2 separate regions of the Mus musculus genome follow, and region 1 is linked to region 2. A link is a contact called in public HiChIP or PLAC-seq data. All regions are on one chromosome and are shown on one strand. Each heading gives the region's core, a stretch centred on a gene start, on an enhancer-like site or on the middle of the called end of the contact. The rest is flanking DNA. Distances are from core to core; before and after follow the strand shown. Region 1 has its middle 7.5 kb from the start of Dlk1. Region 2 overlaps Wdr25 (WD repeat domain 25).

Region 1 (3,374 bases), core at 157-2,656, 420 kb before region 2:
AAAACAAAAAACAAAAAACCTACTGTGTGCCCAGGAAGGGAAAGGGGCTCTGTTATGTGTCCAAACCAGTGCAGGCTGGGGAAGGGGCTTATAGACTTGGGCTGAGCAGGATGCATAGGAGTTCTCCAAGTGATGTTTCTGTGGGGACGGTCTTCAGGGCGTACATTTGGGGAATGGTGTGAGTGAGACTTGCGCATGTGTGTTCCTGTGCAGCTGCTAGACTGTGAGATAAGAGCTGAATATGGCATGACTATGATCCCAAGAGCTCAGGATGGGGATAGAGAGATTCGAAGTAGTTGAGAGTTCTCATGCTCTTCCAGAGGACCCAAGTTTAGTTCCCAGCAACTATGCTGAGCAGCTTACAATCATCTGCATCTCCAGCTCTGGGGACCCAATGCCAAACATCCTTTTCTGAGCTCTGAGAGCACCCATACTTACATGAGCAAACCGAACATCCGTGCACATGACTAAAACTGAAATCAAAGCAAAGAAAACATATAGGAGGAGACTGAGGCGGGAGGTTAACACAAGCCCAAAGGTCTGAGGCACCATGGTGAGCCCTTGTAACAAGCTAGCAACAAAGTGTAGAGGTTTAGTTAGTTTGTCCTGCAGGATTAAAATTCGGGAAAAACAAAACAAAACAAAACAAAAAAGAAAGGAGCAAAAAAACCCCCGAGGCTGTAGTGCAGTGCAAAAGCTTCCATATTTGGATCTAAAATCTGTCCTAATTTGGCAAACAATGGCTTCAGAATCAGAATCCTCTTATCACAGAGTCGTTTGACCAAGACTACAGAAATGATGACGGTAGTGGCAGCAGTATCGCACCCAGACTTGATCAGAAGCCTTGGAAATAAATCCAAGACGTCCATCCTCGTCCAGTGAAGAACCACCCACCTCGGTTGGGGGAGAACGAGTGACCACAAAGGCCAAGGACACCAGATCAGAGACTGCTTTTAGTCACCAGAAAGTCCTCCTTTCAAACCTGGAGCCTGAGCAAGGAGGATCCTCCTGGCTGGCCCCAGATCAGTTCTTAGGGGGCGGGGCAAGGGGGGGGCTGCGGGAGAAGCAGAACTTCTCGCTGGCTCTCCACCATCTGTAAAAGAGAGTGCTGTGTGGTGGTTTGCCCTCCCCCCCCCCCCCCAGCTGTTGGCAGGAAGCTCTGTCAAGTTTAAGGCTGTGAAAACATTGCTCTCGAGGAACGAATCGAAGATTTCTTTTCTCTTTCAGTTTTGTAAGGAAACATTTCCATTTTCATTCCATTGTATTAAAAAAATGTTTTCAGTGTGCTCTTTTGAGTCCAGGACAGACTTGAGAATCTCTCGACTGGAGAAGGCTATCACCTTGTCCCTAAGAAAAGGAGAGAAGCACAAGCCAGCTTGCCCACTAGAGGTGCCGGAGCTGCGCCGCACCGCCCCCTCTCCTGTAGTTCTCACTCTGGACCTGTAGCGAGCCTGTCTGTGGCCTGCTCCCTGGGCCTCATCACTGGCCAGAACACATCTTCTCGCTCCGGTGTTAATGGATTGTGCACATGTGCCTGACCTCAGCAGGACCAGAGACATCTTGTTCCTCCTTGTACCTCGCGGCTGGTGGCCTGCAGCCCTGCTCGTGAGCTGGTTGCGGATTAAGTGAATTAATGAATAAATGAATGAGGCACAACGTGTTCTCGGAGGGTTACCATGGGCCCCTCAGAAAGATCCCGTGTCCTAGCAACTGGTCCCAGCAGCAGGTCCCTCTCCGACAGCAGCCCTCTACTTCCCAGGGGTGGCTGACCTCCCCAATTGGCCTTCCAGGAGGGTCCCCTAGGTTGCAAGACTCTTCCCACCTAGTTACATCGCAACAGAGGCCCCCAGATCTTGTACTGGGAATGTGAGTAGCAGTCAGACCACATCCAGAGCCCCCCCCCCCCCCACTGCCTCCCTCCACCAAGCGCCTGGTTCCTCTGAACCGCTCTCTCTGCATGTGAGCGAACCGTTCCTATGGTGACGCTCTGCACCTCCGGGAGGCCCTACCTAGCAAGTCTGCAGTCAGGCTATACAACCAGTGACAGGACAAGGAGGACAAGGGGGTGCTATCGTGAGCTGACCCACCCCCTACCTCATGCACACACTGGGTGGCTTAGAACCCAAACCCAAACTTTTGATGATCTTTAATGTGATCCAGGCATAGAAATGTCTCTCCCTCTTAGCTTCCAGCTCTGTCATTCCCCACTTAGTCACATAATAGAGGCACAGCTCAGAGAGGGCAAGTGATTCTCTGCTGGTCACACAGCAAGGACTGGACAGAGTAGGACTAGAATGTTTGGGAGTGAAGCCCTGTTAGGAAGACTGTAGAGGCTTATTTCAAAGAGTCCCCCAGGAACCCTCAAGGTTGTAAGGCTTTGTTAAAAAAAAAAAAAAGCAGGGTGTGGTATGTATGACACAGCTTTAACCCTAGCACAGGAGACAGAGTTTGAGGCCAGTCTGGGCTACGTAATGAGACTGTCTAAACCACAAAAATCTAAAACAAACAAGCCAAAACTGATCAAAAAGCTCCGAGGGGCTGGCGACATGGCTCAGCGAGCAAGGATGCTTGCCACCAAGTCTGAATACCTGGGTTCAGTTTCAGAGACACAGATGGTGTAAGGAGAGTATTTACTCGTGTCAGGTGTACTCCACACATGCACAGCGACACCCCCGTGTACAGTAACAAGCCCAGAGACTAGAAACAAGGAGAAGGGTCAGAGTTGGGATTGAGTAGTCCTTCCTTGCCATTATTACTTCAGTGTCAAGCTTTGGGTTGATCACGTACACACACACAGGCACACACACACACACACTTACGAACACATACACAGGCACACACATGCATGCATGCACACTCATGCACACACACATGCATGCATGCACATACAGGCATACACACACACACGCGTGCACACACATGTACTTGCGTGTACATACATACAGGCACACAGGCACACACGCACATGCACCAACACACCCACAGGCACACACATACACATAGGTACACACATACACGCATGCACACACACACAGGCATACACGCACACATGCATACACACACACACACACACTCAAGCACACATACACAATGGCTTATTTCCTTTCTCTCTTTTTCCTACCTTGGAACTCAACTTTGATTCCCCCCTGTCCTCCTCATTATCTAAAGCCTGTCCCAAGTCTGAGACCTACTGGCATCCCAGATACTAACCCCATTTCTAAGCCTCATTCTGGCCATGACCTGCCTGACCCCTTTCACCACCATGATAGCAAGCAAGGATCAGAGAGGCTTTGCCGCAGAGCAGTGAAGTCTCCCTTAGCTCTCCCACAGATGAGCCAGACTTAGGAGGAAAATTAGCTTTCTCGGGGCTCCAA
Region 2 (3,031 bases), core at 7-2,506:
AGACAGAAAGGAGCCAGGACCCCACCCCAGGGCTGCAGGAAACCCCCTATGGCTGACATGCAGAACAATTCAATCCAAAGTTTCTCACATGGAAGATCTGGTTGGAGATCTTGGCAGCGGTCCGGAAATCCCAGGCGATAATGGTTCGGTCAGCAGAGTCCCGGGTGGATGCGTCCGTACTGCTAAGAAACTCGGAGCCCTCCTGGAGGAAGAGAATGTCCAGGGTCTGCTGGATGGTGGCCTTGTAGCCTTTCACCACCTGTAAGAGTAGACACTAGTCACCATGGTGGGCGTGGGGAAGGTGCTCACCCAGGGAAAGCCAAGGAGTGTTAGGTAGTACTCAGGATGGGCAGGGCCAGTGAACCTATTCTGGGCTATACACACTCCACACAGCCCCAGCATAGATGGTTCCCTGTGACTTTCCAGCCTCACCAGGCCATAGCTGTTTGCTCTTGGGAACCAATGACCTGTCAGATGCAAGCTGACCTGCTGGTTATGTCCACCGTCTCTGTCAGTATGTGGTACAATGAGCAGCAGTTGTTTCCTGGGCTGACAGGATCCCTCAACAGCAGCAATATACAGTGAACTCACATTAGGGACGGGGGCTCCCACCTCGTCCTCAGTACCTAATAAATAGTGCCATCCAGCAACGATGGTATCATTCCTCTGAGAGGGCCTGAATGTGTCACGTAACTCACAGCTACAAAACCTGGACTACTGTCCCTGGACGAGTAGCTGTGACACAGGGAACAAGCGTTCTTAGGACTCAAGTCTCAGAACACAGCTTACATTGGTTTTGATTTTTATTTCCTAGAACTTGCTCTCGAGACCAGGCTGGCCTTGAACTCACAGAGATCCACCTGCCTCTGCCTCCCAAGTACCAGTATTAAAGACCCGTGCCACAACCACCCAGCAGAATGCATTTGACTTTTAAAGATGTGCTTTATTTTCTAGGGATCATCCCTGGTATCTCCCAGCCTCCTCTCCTAAACGAGGGGAACCATGCCCTGCACTGTCTTCCACGAGTCCTGCTCTGACATGCTGGGTTTGGTAGGAGCGAGCGAGCGAGCGGGGTCCAGCACAAGGACTCAGGGCACCTCCACTGAATGAGCTCTCACATGGCAGGGCAGGGCATGATGACAAATGCAGGGCTGAGATGCCCACCCAGCCCCTGCTGCCTGGAAGGGAAGCCCAGGCAGCCCACAGGCACTGGTCACAGGGTTATCAGCTCTCTCGGCGCCACCATGTGGCTACAGCAGACACACAGATCTGGGGTCATCCGTTCCGCTGGCTAGCAAATGAGGTGAGGCCAAGCCTCACCCATCCCAGCTGCTTCCCTTGGGGCTCACAACTGGGGTGTCTGCTGGACAGTCCCTGCCTCTGTAAGTTACTAGGGGCAAACGTGGGCAACAAATGATTTGGCCTCTTCACAAGTAGGCTTCTACTGGAGTGACATCAGACCCACCCACCCCCAAGCCCTGAAGAGGAGAGGCCAGCCCTGCAGAGACATGAAGGCAGGACAGGGCCACAGTCTTCCCCTCACAGATGCTTCTAGGAGCGTCTCCAGCTACAAGAGCTGCCTGCTTTCTTGTGTGTCATCCCACGAGACCAGGATCCATGGGCACAGGCCCACAAGGCATCCAGGTCCCACACTGCTGCTGAGATATACCCCCGCTAGGCATGAACCTGGGGAGGGCAGGACATGTCACAGCCCCCAATATCTGCCCCACAAGCTTACCCAACACCCAATGTTCAAGCACAGTTCTGCTTTCTGGTGGGCAGAGGGGTCAGCAAGCAAACTGGCTCTGAGGGTCTTCCCTGCCCCTGTTCATCCCTAAACAGTCCAATCCCACCACCCTTAGACCCCTTCTCCCATGCCCTTTGGGACTGTGTGGCCATGTTAAGATACCTCCGCTCACCCTTCCCCTCTAACTGTCTCCATCAACCGCAGGCCAGGTCGCCAGGCATCAAGAGCTAACTAGGAACACCAGTGACTATAGAGTAAGAAACTGCTCTGGCCACATCTCACCTCTCAGACACATCTCTGCAGGTGGCCTGGATCCTTCTCCCTGGTGAATCCGTGCAGAGCCGGCCAGGTCATAGAGGACAGCAGTTAGTGGTCACCATGTGTGCCCTGGGATATGTGTGGCCTTAAGAGCACATGCCCTGTAGCCTCCTTGGGTTAGGCCAGGGGATGATGAAGGCACCTGGGGCTCTCCCTGTATTTTCTAACTCAGGACAACAGCCTAGAAAGGCATACCTAGGGGCCATCTGCCATGCATGTCAGAACTACCTATACCCTGCACCTTCCAAGTAAACTCTACCAGAACAAAAGGCACACATCTTCTCAGAATGGCTACAAATAGCACAGTTCATTAGGGCACCATAAAAGCAAATGGCTGGGAAACTGGCCGTGTTACAGATGAACCCTGCCAATGAGGCACAGCTGTGGGCAGGAAGCTAGCCTTCGGAGTGCTCCTCACCGCATGGCAGACTTTCCTTCCCGCTGAGACATACCCTGTAGGCTGGGGAGTTTTACGGCAACCTTGATTATTACCTGGGCAGCTGGCACGCCCTACCTCGGGACTGGAGCCAAGGAGGAGAGCCTCCACTGGCAACCCCAGACCCACTGGAAAAGCCTGGCTGTGGGGAAGGTAGACGACAGCTTGTGTCATAGCTGGAGAATTAAGACCGCCTGTGGATAATCAACCTGGACTCCGATGGACTGTTCATGCCGACCAAGGCACAGCCTTGCCTCTTTGAGGCTCTGGCTCTCTCGGATCGAATGGGCTGTTCCAGTGAGGTTCTGGCCATGGCCCAGGTCTCCACTCCCAGATTGTTCCATTTCCCTGATATCAGGCATATGGGCTTCTTCAAGTGTGAGAATGTGACAGTCTATACATGCCAGCTCTAGAGCATGCTTGTAGGGCTTGTCCCTCAGGCCGAGTCAGTCACAGAGCTTTGAGAATGACCATTAAAATGTCTGTAGACATTAGAGAAGCAACAGAACTTTATACTAATAAAGCAAAGG

What was found. HiChIP or PLAC-seq counts read pairs in DNA pulled down with a chosen protein or histone mark.
Region 1: a contact with region 2 is called in an H3K27ac HiChIP or PLAC-seq map of large pre-B cells, with 4 times the contacts expected there. The contact joins two enhancer-like sites. A contact is called at or near these places in 3 of 39 promoter capture datasets (embryonic stem cells, hippocampal neurons and neural stem cells), 11 of 115 datasets of contacts at active chromatin or transcription factors (embryonic basal ganglia, embryonic forebrain, embryonic hindbrain and 6 more) and 1 of 9 other capture datasets (pancreatic islet).

Annotation. Positions count from the first base shown.
Region 1 is chr12:109,444,278-109,447,651 of GRCm38.p6, reverse strand. No RefSeq gene overlaps it. Among named protein-coding and RNA genes, the nearest start is that of Dlk1, 7.5 kb to the left of the region's middle. Within about 2 kb of position 1,406, at least 63 of the 459 cell types and tissues checked have an H3K27ac peak or open chromatin away from gene starts, as enhancers often do.
Region 2 is chr12:109,022,191-109,025,221 of GRCm38.p6, reverse strand. It overlaps Wdr25 (WD repeat domain 25), which reads right to left. Exons shown (of 7, transcript NM_177602.3): 5 at 89-259. Among named protein-coding and RNA genes, the nearest start is that of Gm52002, 22 kb to the left of the region's middle. Within about 2 kb of position 1,256, at least 10 of the 459 cell types and tissues checked have an H3K27ac peak or open chromatin away from gene starts, as enhancers often do.